Regions from separate parts of the Sus scrofa genome. Here regions 2 and 3 are each linked to region 1. A link is a contact called in public HiChIP or PLAC-seq data. All regions are on one chromosome and are shown on one strand. The core of a region is the stretch at or near the end of the contact, and the rest is flanking DNA. Distances in the headings are between cores, read along the strand shown. Region 1 overlaps IQCK (IQ domain-containing protein K). Region 2 overlaps KNOP1 (lysine-rich nucleolar protein 1). Region 3 overlaps C3H16orf62 (UPF0505 protein C16orf62 homolog).

Evidence for each region. HiChIP or PLAC-seq counts read pairs in DNA pulled down with a chosen protein or histone mark.
Region 2: an H3K27ac HiChIP or PLAC-seq map of skeletal muscle shows a contact between it and region 1. The contact joins two enhancer-like sites. A contact is called at or near these places in 1 of 47 Hi-C or Micro-C datasets (liver) and 1 of 2 datasets of contacts at active chromatin or transcription factors (skeletal muscle).
Region 3: a contact with region 1 is called in an H3K27ac HiChIP or PLAC-seq map of skeletal muscle. The contact joins two enhancer-like sites. A contact is called at or near these places in 1 of 47 Hi-C or Micro-C datasets (liver) and 1 of 2 datasets of contacts at active chromatin or transcription factors (skeletal muscle).

Annotation. Positions count from the first base shown.
Region 1 is chr3:25,899,893-25,902,837 of Sscrofa11.1, forward strand. It overlaps IQCK (IQ domain-containing protein K), which reads right to left. Exons shown (of 10, transcript XM_021086532.1): 9 at 1,822-1,882. Among named protein-coding and RNA genes, the nearest start is that of GPRC5B, 31 kb to the left of the region's middle. Within about 2 kb of position 1,594, at least 1 of the 83 cell types and tissues checked has an H3K27ac peak or open chromatin away from gene starts, as enhancers often do. A contact at or near this core is called in skeletal muscle, where this site is marked.
Region 2 is chr3:26,031,690-26,034,725 of Sscrofa11.1, forward strand. It overlaps KNOP1 (lysine-rich nucleolar protein 1), which reads left to right. Exons shown (of 5, transcript XM_021086529.1): 4 at 551-631. Among named protein-coding and RNA genes, the nearest start is that of IQCK, 11 kb to the left of the region's middle. Within about 2 kb of position 1,327, at least 8 of the 83 cell types and tissues checked have an H3K27ac peak or open chromatin away from gene starts, as enhancers often do. A contact at or near this core is called in skeletal muscle, where this site is marked.
Region 3 is chr3:26,053,873-26,056,791 of Sscrofa11.1, forward strand. C3H16orf62 (UPF0505 protein C16orf62 homolog) reads right to left here. Exons shown (of 31, transcript XM_021086527.1): 28 at 901-1,066. Among named protein-coding and RNA genes, the nearest start is that of IQCK, 33 kb to the left of the region's middle. Within about 2 kb of position 1,654, at least 4 of the 83 cell types and tissues checked have an H3K27ac peak or open chromatin away from gene starts, as enhancers often do. A contact at or near this core is called in skeletal muscle, where this site is marked.

The DNA.
Region 1 (2,945 bases), core at 344-2,843:
TGAAACCTCAGCTCCCTCGACCATAAAATGCGGACAGTAAGACCTTCCTCTCTGCAGAGTACAAGGGTAAGGGGGTCCCTGTTGCCTGGCATATGATAGATGCTCAATAAAATAATTTAATAATACAGGTGATGTGGTGACTGTAGAAAACCTGAAAAATAAGTTGTTTTTGTTTTTTGTTTTTTGGCTGTGCCCGTGGCATGGGGAAATTCCCGGGCCATAGCTCAAACCTGCACCACAGCAGTGACAATGCTGGCTCCTTAACCTGCTGAGCCACCAGGGAACTCCAGGCTTTTTTTTTTTTTAGTCTTTTTAGGGCTGCACCTGCGACATACGGAGATTACCAGGCTAGGGGTCCAATCGGAGCTACAGCTGCTGGCCTACGCCACAGCCACAGCCATGTGGTATCTTAGCCATGTCTGTGACATATACCACAGCTCACGGCAATGCTGGATCCTTAACCCACTGAGCAGGGCCAGGGATTGAACCTGCATCCTCATGATACTAATCGGATTCATTTGCACTGAATCACATGAGAACTCTCGGGAATTCCATGCTTTTTAAAATATATTAGTTTCCTAAATATATTTAATATATTACATATTAAATTAGACCAAAAAAAAAAAAAAAAAAAAAGAAGTTCCCATCATGGCTTAGCGGAAACAAATCTGACTAGCATCCATGAGGACGCAGGCTCGATCCCTGGTCTCGCTCAGTGGGTTAAGGATCCAGCATTGCCGTGAGCTAAGCTGTAGGTTGCAGACTTGGCTCAGAGCCTGTGTTGCTGTGGCTGTGATGTAGGCTGGCAGCTACAGCTCTGATTCGACCCCTAGCCTGGGAACCTCCATATGCCGTGAGTGCAGCCCTAAAAAGACAAAATATATATATCTGTGTGTATATATATATATGTATTACGCCATGCTTAAAAAAAAAATATATATATATATATATTTGCTTAGTTTGCTAATTTTATTTATGTAAAACAAAAACAGAGTCACAGACATAGACAACGAACTAGTACCAGTGGGGAAGGGGGAGGAAGGGGTGAGTTAGGGATATGGGATTAAAGGACAGACTACTACGTATAAAATAAATAGCAACAAGGAAATACTGTGTAGCACACGGAATTATACCCTTTAATCCCATAATAACCTATAATGGAATATAATCTGAAAAAAAATACTGAATCACTGTATGGTACACCCTAAGCTAACAATATCGTCAATTAACTATATTGCAAGTAAAAAAACCAAATGAAGTAAAATACATTAAAACAAATATTCAAACTAATTTTCTTTATATCATGTAGGTGAGCTTTCTGTGCTTCTCAGATGTGCTTATATGTTGCTAAGAATTTTCCTGCTACATCTGAATTTACGAGAGCAGCTCCATTTCACAGTCATCATCAAGACTGGAGACTTAGCACAGCAGTTTAAAGAGCCATCAGGTTTAGCTACCAGGCTGTCCTTTGAAATTCTGTCTTCAAAAGCCTAGTGAGTCAGCGGTACAAACCAACACAGATGAACCCTGTCAGCCATGTCTGATGACTTTTTAAAATTTATCTCTGCCTTCTCAGCTGCTGAAGCAGAGACGGAACCTTGAGAAGCGTCCCGGGCAAGCTGACTGAGCTTGGGGTAGGAACGGTTCTCAGCCAGTACAGACTGGCAGGGGCTCTGTATATTAAATGTTGCCTTTACATGAGCTGGAAACAGTTTCTCCAGCTTATTTTTAAACAGCTCTCTGTGAGTGTAACAAGTTAATAACTAATTGAAAAATGATTTCCGTCTGTACCTAGGGACGGGGGCAGTACCCACTCTTTACCTTGGTGGCTGGTCCAGAACCGGAGGCACACAGAGCTCCAGGCAAGAAACGCTGAGAGTTTCTTGAAAAAAAAAAAAAAAAAAAGGAGTTCCCAACGTGGCGCAGCAGAAATGAATGCAACTAGGAACCATGAGGTTGTATGTTCGATCCCTGGCCTCATTCAGTGGGTTAAGGATCTGGCCTTAAATGGTGGTGTAAGTTTCAGACACGGCTGGGATCTAGTGTTGCTGAAGCTGTGGGGTAGGCTGGCAGGTGCAGCTCCGATTTGACCCCTAGCCTGGGACCCTGTATATGCCACCCTAAAAAGCAAAAAAAGAAAAAAAAAAAGGAAAGAAAGGAAAGCCTGAGGACTAAGAAGCCAACTGTATTAAACATTAAAAGAAGAAGCTGGAGTTTCCACTGTGGCACAGTGGGTTAAGGATCTGAATGTGGCAGCTCCCGTCACTGAGGGGACAAAGTTCAATCCCCAGCCCCGTGCAGTATGTTAAAGGATCTGGCGTTGCTGCAGCTGTGGCGCAGATTTCATCTGGATGCAGCGACTAAAAACAAAAAAAATTCACAAATACCATATACCCCCCCCCATTCCCAATGTACTTCTTCTTTTCTAGTAACAGCTTTTTAAAAATATATTTTATATACCAGAAGATTCGTACCATCATTTGAAGCTACTGGAAACACATAGACAAGCTGCTCTTTAACAGTTGAAAACCATGTATTATTTCCTTTTCTCCTTGAACATATAGTTCTATTCCTCTTCTCCCAGGTTTTTTTTTTTTTTTTTTTTTTTTTTTTTTTTTTTTTAGGGCTGCGCTGGCAGCATATGGAGGTTCCCAGCCTAGGGGTCAAACTGGAGCTACAGCTGCCAGCCTATGCCATAGCCACAGCAACACGGGATCTGAGCCGGGTCTGTGACCTACACCACAGCTCACAGCAATGCTGGATCCTTAACCCACTGAGCAAAGCCAGGGATCGAACCCGAAAGCTCATGGTTCCTAGTCGGATTCGTTTCTGCTGTGCCACGATGGGAACTCCTCTCCCAGATTTTTATCCTAACGTATTTTCATTCTTGAAAGTGTTTATATGGATCATCCTGTCATGCAGCAGCAAATCTACAGATACAGATG
Region 2 (3,036 bases), core at 77-2,576, 130 kb after region 1:
CAGGGCTTCAGGCAGTGTGTTTTAAGGAAAGTTTCTACCCAAAATGGTTCTTATGAACAAAAAAGTTTCTAAAGACAAAGGTGGATAAACCTCAGGGTAGGAGATTCATTCTTTTTTTTTTTCTTTTTAGGGTCACATCTGTGGCATATGAAGTTCCCAGGTTAGGGGTGGAACTGAAGCTGCAACTGCCGGCCTGTACCACAGCCACAGCAGATCTGAGCCACGTCTGCGATCTGTACCACAGCTCATGGCGACGCTGGATCCTTAACCCACTGAGCAAGGCCAGGGATCCAACCACATCCTCATGGATCCTAGTCAGGTTCTTAACCCACTGAGCCACATGGGGAACTCCACTTAGAGGGTATTTTTGACAAATGCCTCCCCTAGCATGCAACAGAACAAAGCCGCTCTCACACCCACACCCCCCTCCACCCCTCGCCTGACCTCTCCAGTCTGTGCTCCCCTCCACCCCACCGGCCCATCCCGGTCCGTCCCGGGTGTGAGGCTCACAGGAAACCCTCCGTCTCATTTCCCTCTTTCCCTGGCTCAGGTGAGGCGAAAGGCCTTGCAAGAAGAGATCGATCGTGAGTCAGGCAAAACGGAAGCTCCTGACACCAAGAAGTGTCAACAAGTAAGTGAGATGCTGGGCTTTGCGAGTCGTGGTGCTTGTCACCATGTGGCATGAGACTGACCAGCCCAGGGGTGGCCCCGGGCCCGCCAGCTGGCCGCCTCGGCTGCAGAGCTTGTCCTGAGCTAATTTCCTCTCTTCTGAGTGCGGTGCTGGCCTCCTGGCTGCTGGAGATAAGCAGCCTGAACCATTGTCTTTGGCTCTGGGCGGGCAGGGTGTCCCTGGGCACAAGGTGACAAGCTCTTTGCAACAGTGGTGGGTCCCTCGGAAGGCTGCTGGGATGGGCTGGGGGTGAGAGGGCCACAGGCAGGTCCTCGGGGCTGGCTTCAGGGTCCAGCTGGAGTGGAAGTTTCCAAACCGGGCCTGAGCAGACAGGACAGGAGAGAGCATGGTGGGAGGACCTCCAGGACTGGTTGGAGGGGGCTGAGAGGGGCCGTGGGGCCCCGGGCCTCATGCGGGGGAGTGGGCTGGAGGGCAGGGCGTTCGTGTGGGGCGCTGAGAGCTGGGGTAGAGGCTCAGCCTGCAGGCCTGAGGCCCAGGACAGGGCCGAGGGGTGAGAACAGCTTCACAGTCTCAGCCCGGCAGGACTCGCGAGTAGACGGGATTTGGGAGAGAGAGAGAAGGATCCAGACGATGGGAAGGGCTGCTTCCTGCACCTAAGCCTCCCCCTGCAGCCCAGAAAAGGACAGTTGGTTTGGCTCCGCAGATGGCAGCCAGTGCCCGGCTCTGCTCCAGGCCGTCCCTCTGTCAGAGCTTCAGCTTCCGCACCTGTGGAGCGGGACTCACAGCCTGGCGTGACAGGGTGTGGGGTGGGCTTTGTCACCCCGTATCCTCCCTCTGGGTCTCCTTTCTCTCCGTCCTCTGGAACTGGGCAGAGCTAATGGGCTCCCTGAGTGAGGGAGGAAGGCGGGCAGGGCTGTGGCTCGAGGCAGGAGCGCCACCCTGGCCCCCCGGGGCGCTGATCTTCTGGGGAGGCTCCAGGTGGCACTGCCTCCTGGGACCTGGAACCTGGAACCCCTTGCTTGGCCACTGAGTCACGTAGGGATTCCAGACTGGCCGTGGGTCCCCTCTGAGTGGGTCAGCGGCCCTGAGAGCTGGCTCACAGGACCGTTCAGCCCAAGGCAGCTGGCCTCAGCCCCAGTGCCGGGCTGCGAGAGGTGGCCTCTCACTCTAGAAATTACAGGCCAAGGAAGCTGTTGTTAGGTCTATATTTGGGCCACTGTGAAGCTGGGAGAACTTGTCACCAGTCCGCTCAGGGCAGCTGTAGCGGTGACGGGTTCTTACAGTTCTCCCAAAGCCAACCTAGAAATGAGTATGCGGCCAGCATTTGGCTTCCAGCCGGAAAGTTCCCGGCAGGTCGGCAGCGGGGGTGGAGGGCGGGCCGGGGGTGGGCAGAACCAGTTCTCGAGGACTTAGAGCAAGCCAGGCCCGGTGCTCTGGGTGGTTGGTGTACACCCCACTTTATAGATGAGGCCATTGCGGCACAGAGAGGTTAAGTAACTTGACCAGGGTCACACAGGTGCGTCTTCAAAGTCATAGACCTTATGGGGCTGGGTTTCTTTCCTCTGCTGCAGACATGAGCAGAGTCTTCTCTTGGGTCATTGCTCTGAGGGGCTCTCTCTCTCTCTCTCTTTTTTTTTTTTTTTTTTTTTTTTTGCTTTTTAGGGCCGCACCCATGGCATATGGAGATTCCCAGGCTAGGGATTGGATCCGAGCTGTAGCCGCCAGCCTACACCACAGCCACAGCAACACCAGATCCAAGCCGTGTTTGCGTCCTACACCACAGCTCACAGATCCTTAACCTGCTGAGCGAGGCTGGGGATTGAACGCACAACCTCACTGTTCCTAGTCTGATTCGTTTCCACTGCACCACAATGGGCACTTGCTCTGAGGGGCTCGCTTGCATTTTCTCAAACATGGGTGATCCTGCCTGGGTTGTGGCACACTCTGGACAGGAATCGGGACCCGGGTTCCCGGGCTGGCTCAGCCCCTCTCTTGCTGCCCCTTTGCCTCTCGGAGCCTCCACTCTTCCTGCTCTAGTCGGCAGCGCTTCTGCAGAGAGGAGTTCATCCCAGACTCCCACCTGCCCTCCCCCACCTTCCAGGGACAGAACCCTCAGGCCTGGGGAGGAGCCACCAGCTGGTGGGCTGTGTCTGTCGCCATGTGCCCTGGGCAGCTCGATGTGAAAGTGCCTCTGAGATGGCATTCCAGCAGGGCTCCTGAGTGGGCTGGTGCCCTGGGCAGCTGCAGACCCTTCCTTATCAGTGGATCGGGAAGCCGTGGCACCAGTCACGGGGCTCTGGTGGGGCCGCACCCATGGGCCCCGGCAGGGTTGCAGTAAGCTCGGAGCACCTGGACTCTCCTGGGTGAGTCCCAGGACCATGGAAGGGAAAGGCCTTTGGAAGCCA
Region 3 (2,919 bases), core at 404-2,903, 150 kb after region 1:
AAGCACCTGACCTGAGGGTCCAGACCAGGACCCACCTGCGACTGGGCAGGAACAGGCCCTGGATAAAGGTCATGTGTGTGCACATGTAACCACTAGAGTATTCTAGACTATTCTACAGCACACCCAAGACACTGTCCATCCCAAAGAGTGCTTCTCTGAAGTCTGTTTGTCAAAATGATCTTGGATGCTTTTTTTTTTTTTTTTTCTTTTTAAGGCCTCACCCATGGCATATGGAAGTGCCTAAGTTAGGGGGTCAAACTGTAACTGGAGCTGCCAGCCTACACCACAGCCACAGCAACACCAGATCCATGCCACATCTGCAACCTACGCCGCAGCTCACAGCAATGCCAGATCCCCGACCCAAGGAGCAAGGCCAGGGATGAAACCGACATCCTCATGGGCACTAGTCAGATTCGTTTCTGCGGAGCCGCAACAGGAACTCCTTGGATGCTTATTAAAGATAGAAATTCTCAGGCTTCTTCTCAGGGATCCTAATTTAGAAGGGACAGAGGGGGCCCAGGAATATGTTTTCTTTTTTTCTCTCTTTGCAGCTGCAAAAGGGGGAGGGAGTGGGATGGACTGGGACTCTGGGGTTAGTAGATGCAAACAGACTTTTGCCTTTAGAATGAATAAGCAATGCGATCCTGCTGTACAGCACTGGGAACTGTATCTAGTCACTTATGATGGAGCCTGATAATGTGAGAAAAAGAATGTATATATATGCATGTGACTGGGTCACTTTGCTGTACAGCAGAAAATTGACAGAACACTATAAACTAGCTGGTATGGAAAAAATAAAAATCATTTAAAAATTTTAAAAAAGAGAAAATGAAAACACTGCACTTGACCTCTAGGAAGTTCAAGCTGGGTGCAGGGCGTTGGGGGAGGGGACATGGCTACCTTTGTCTATGTGGTAGAGGTAGGTCTCCTGGCTCATGGCGGACAGCAGGTGCAGGACACAGGTGTAGATGCGGATTTTGTCATCACTGTTGTCCTCCCAGGTGTAGTCCTGGATCACGTTGAGCAGCTCTCGGACAAGAAACAGGACCCCGTGTTCAGGATGATCCTGGTGGAGAACCACAAATGGATAAATAATCCTGGATATGAATCAGGCGTGCAGGGGTGGGGGGAGAGACAGAAACCCAGGTCCCTCCCTTTGGCAGCTGTAGGAAAATGAAAGTGCCACCAGCCGCAGTTAGACAATCAGAGGAAAGGGACAAAATGTTGCCCGCCGCACTAATCAACACGCTCTGGTTCGGGGAGACGGGCTTTGAGAGCTCTGGGTCCCAGGAAAGAAAGCAAAGTTACCTGTCAGCTTAATGGCCTGTTTCCAAAATTACAACCTTGCTCTTAGGTGTGTAACAGTCCAAAAAGCCCTGTTCCTCCAACTACCAAAGCTAGATGGCAGGTCGCATAGCAGATGCCACAGCAGAAGCCACCGACCTCGGGTAAACCCCCAAATGATCACTGTCACCACCCAGGGCCCTGACTTTGAAAGGAGCCTCCCTCTTGAAGGCGTTCAACAACATCAACAGCTAAATTGAGGCTCCTCTCTTGGGAGAGGAAAAACCCAAGAGACAGTTGCAGAGCTTATAACACTGTTTCTCGAGTGCTCAACCGGATCAGTGCTGGGATGCAGAAAAAGGTCAGCAGCTTCAGCTCAGTTCCAAAGAAAGTACATGCAGTCATGCGGCTCCCGGGCTGAACACCCTCCAAGGACTTCTTCTCCCCCCGAGAATAAACTCCCAGCCCTGGTGCCATCACTTGCCGACCCAGCCGGTGCGCTGTGCCCCTCACTCAGTCCAGCACCAACTTCCCAGTCCCCAGGACCAGCTGGATGGCTCAGGGTCCTGGAAGAACACCGAGGGCACACTCGCCAGGGTTAGACGAGGACGGTTGAATGAAGGGTCATCAAAACGAAGGGAACTAATGAGGACAGATGACACCCAGGGCCTGGCAACTGCGGGAAGCCGTTTACCACCCCTGGGCTGAAAGCGTGCAGCGGGCAATGGAGTCACCGAGGCTGGGGGAGGCCGCCCAGCAGCAGCTGCAGCCTTGGATGGAAGGTCAAAGCCATTGCCAAACCACGGCTCTGTGAGCGCTGCAGGATAAATACCCGACCTTGCTCTCCTCCTGCCCTCCAATCCAGCACGAGCCCTTCCCGCTGGCTCAACTGGTTGGAAGCTGGAAGGAAGGATGCCCTGGTGATGTGCTCCCCAGAGGCCAGTCTCCCACACAGATCAGACACAAGGGCAGAGGATGCTCCTAGGGGCGGCTCCAATGCCACTGGGGTTCTGTGCCGCCAACTGGAATCTTTATCTGCAAGATGTGGCCACACTGGCTCCTTGACAGGCCTCAGACCTCGTCTTCCACGTTCGCTCCGATACCAGGCCTTCCCTGACCTGAGTCCAGAGGCCCCCTCTCACCCCCCGCTACCCCGGTCTCCTCTCTCATCCACCACCATCCCCATCACCCATCTCATTTTTTCAGGGCATCTGAAGTGACCTCATTCATTCCTTCAGTGGACTACCCAACAGTATCTCTTGGTTCATCTGCTTCTCATGCTGGCCTAAAACCTCCAGCTGGACGGGTACTTCATGTGTTGTGCTTGCCAATTAGACACTGCTAGGAAGGCCCAGTGGACACAACACAAATGGTGTCCCATCTCCATCCCTGCTTCCTGCACACTGCAGGCACTTGGTAGGTAAATAACGCTGAATGGAGAACTTTTTGTTGTTTTTTTTAGGGCCACACCCGTGGGATATGGAGGTTCCCAGGCTAGGGGTCCAACTGGAGCTGCACCTTCTGGCCTATGCCACAGCCACACCCACTGAGTGAGGCCAGGGATCGAACCTGCGTCCTCATGGATACTAGTCAGATTCATTTCCGCTGAGCCAGGATGGGAACTCCTGGACTACA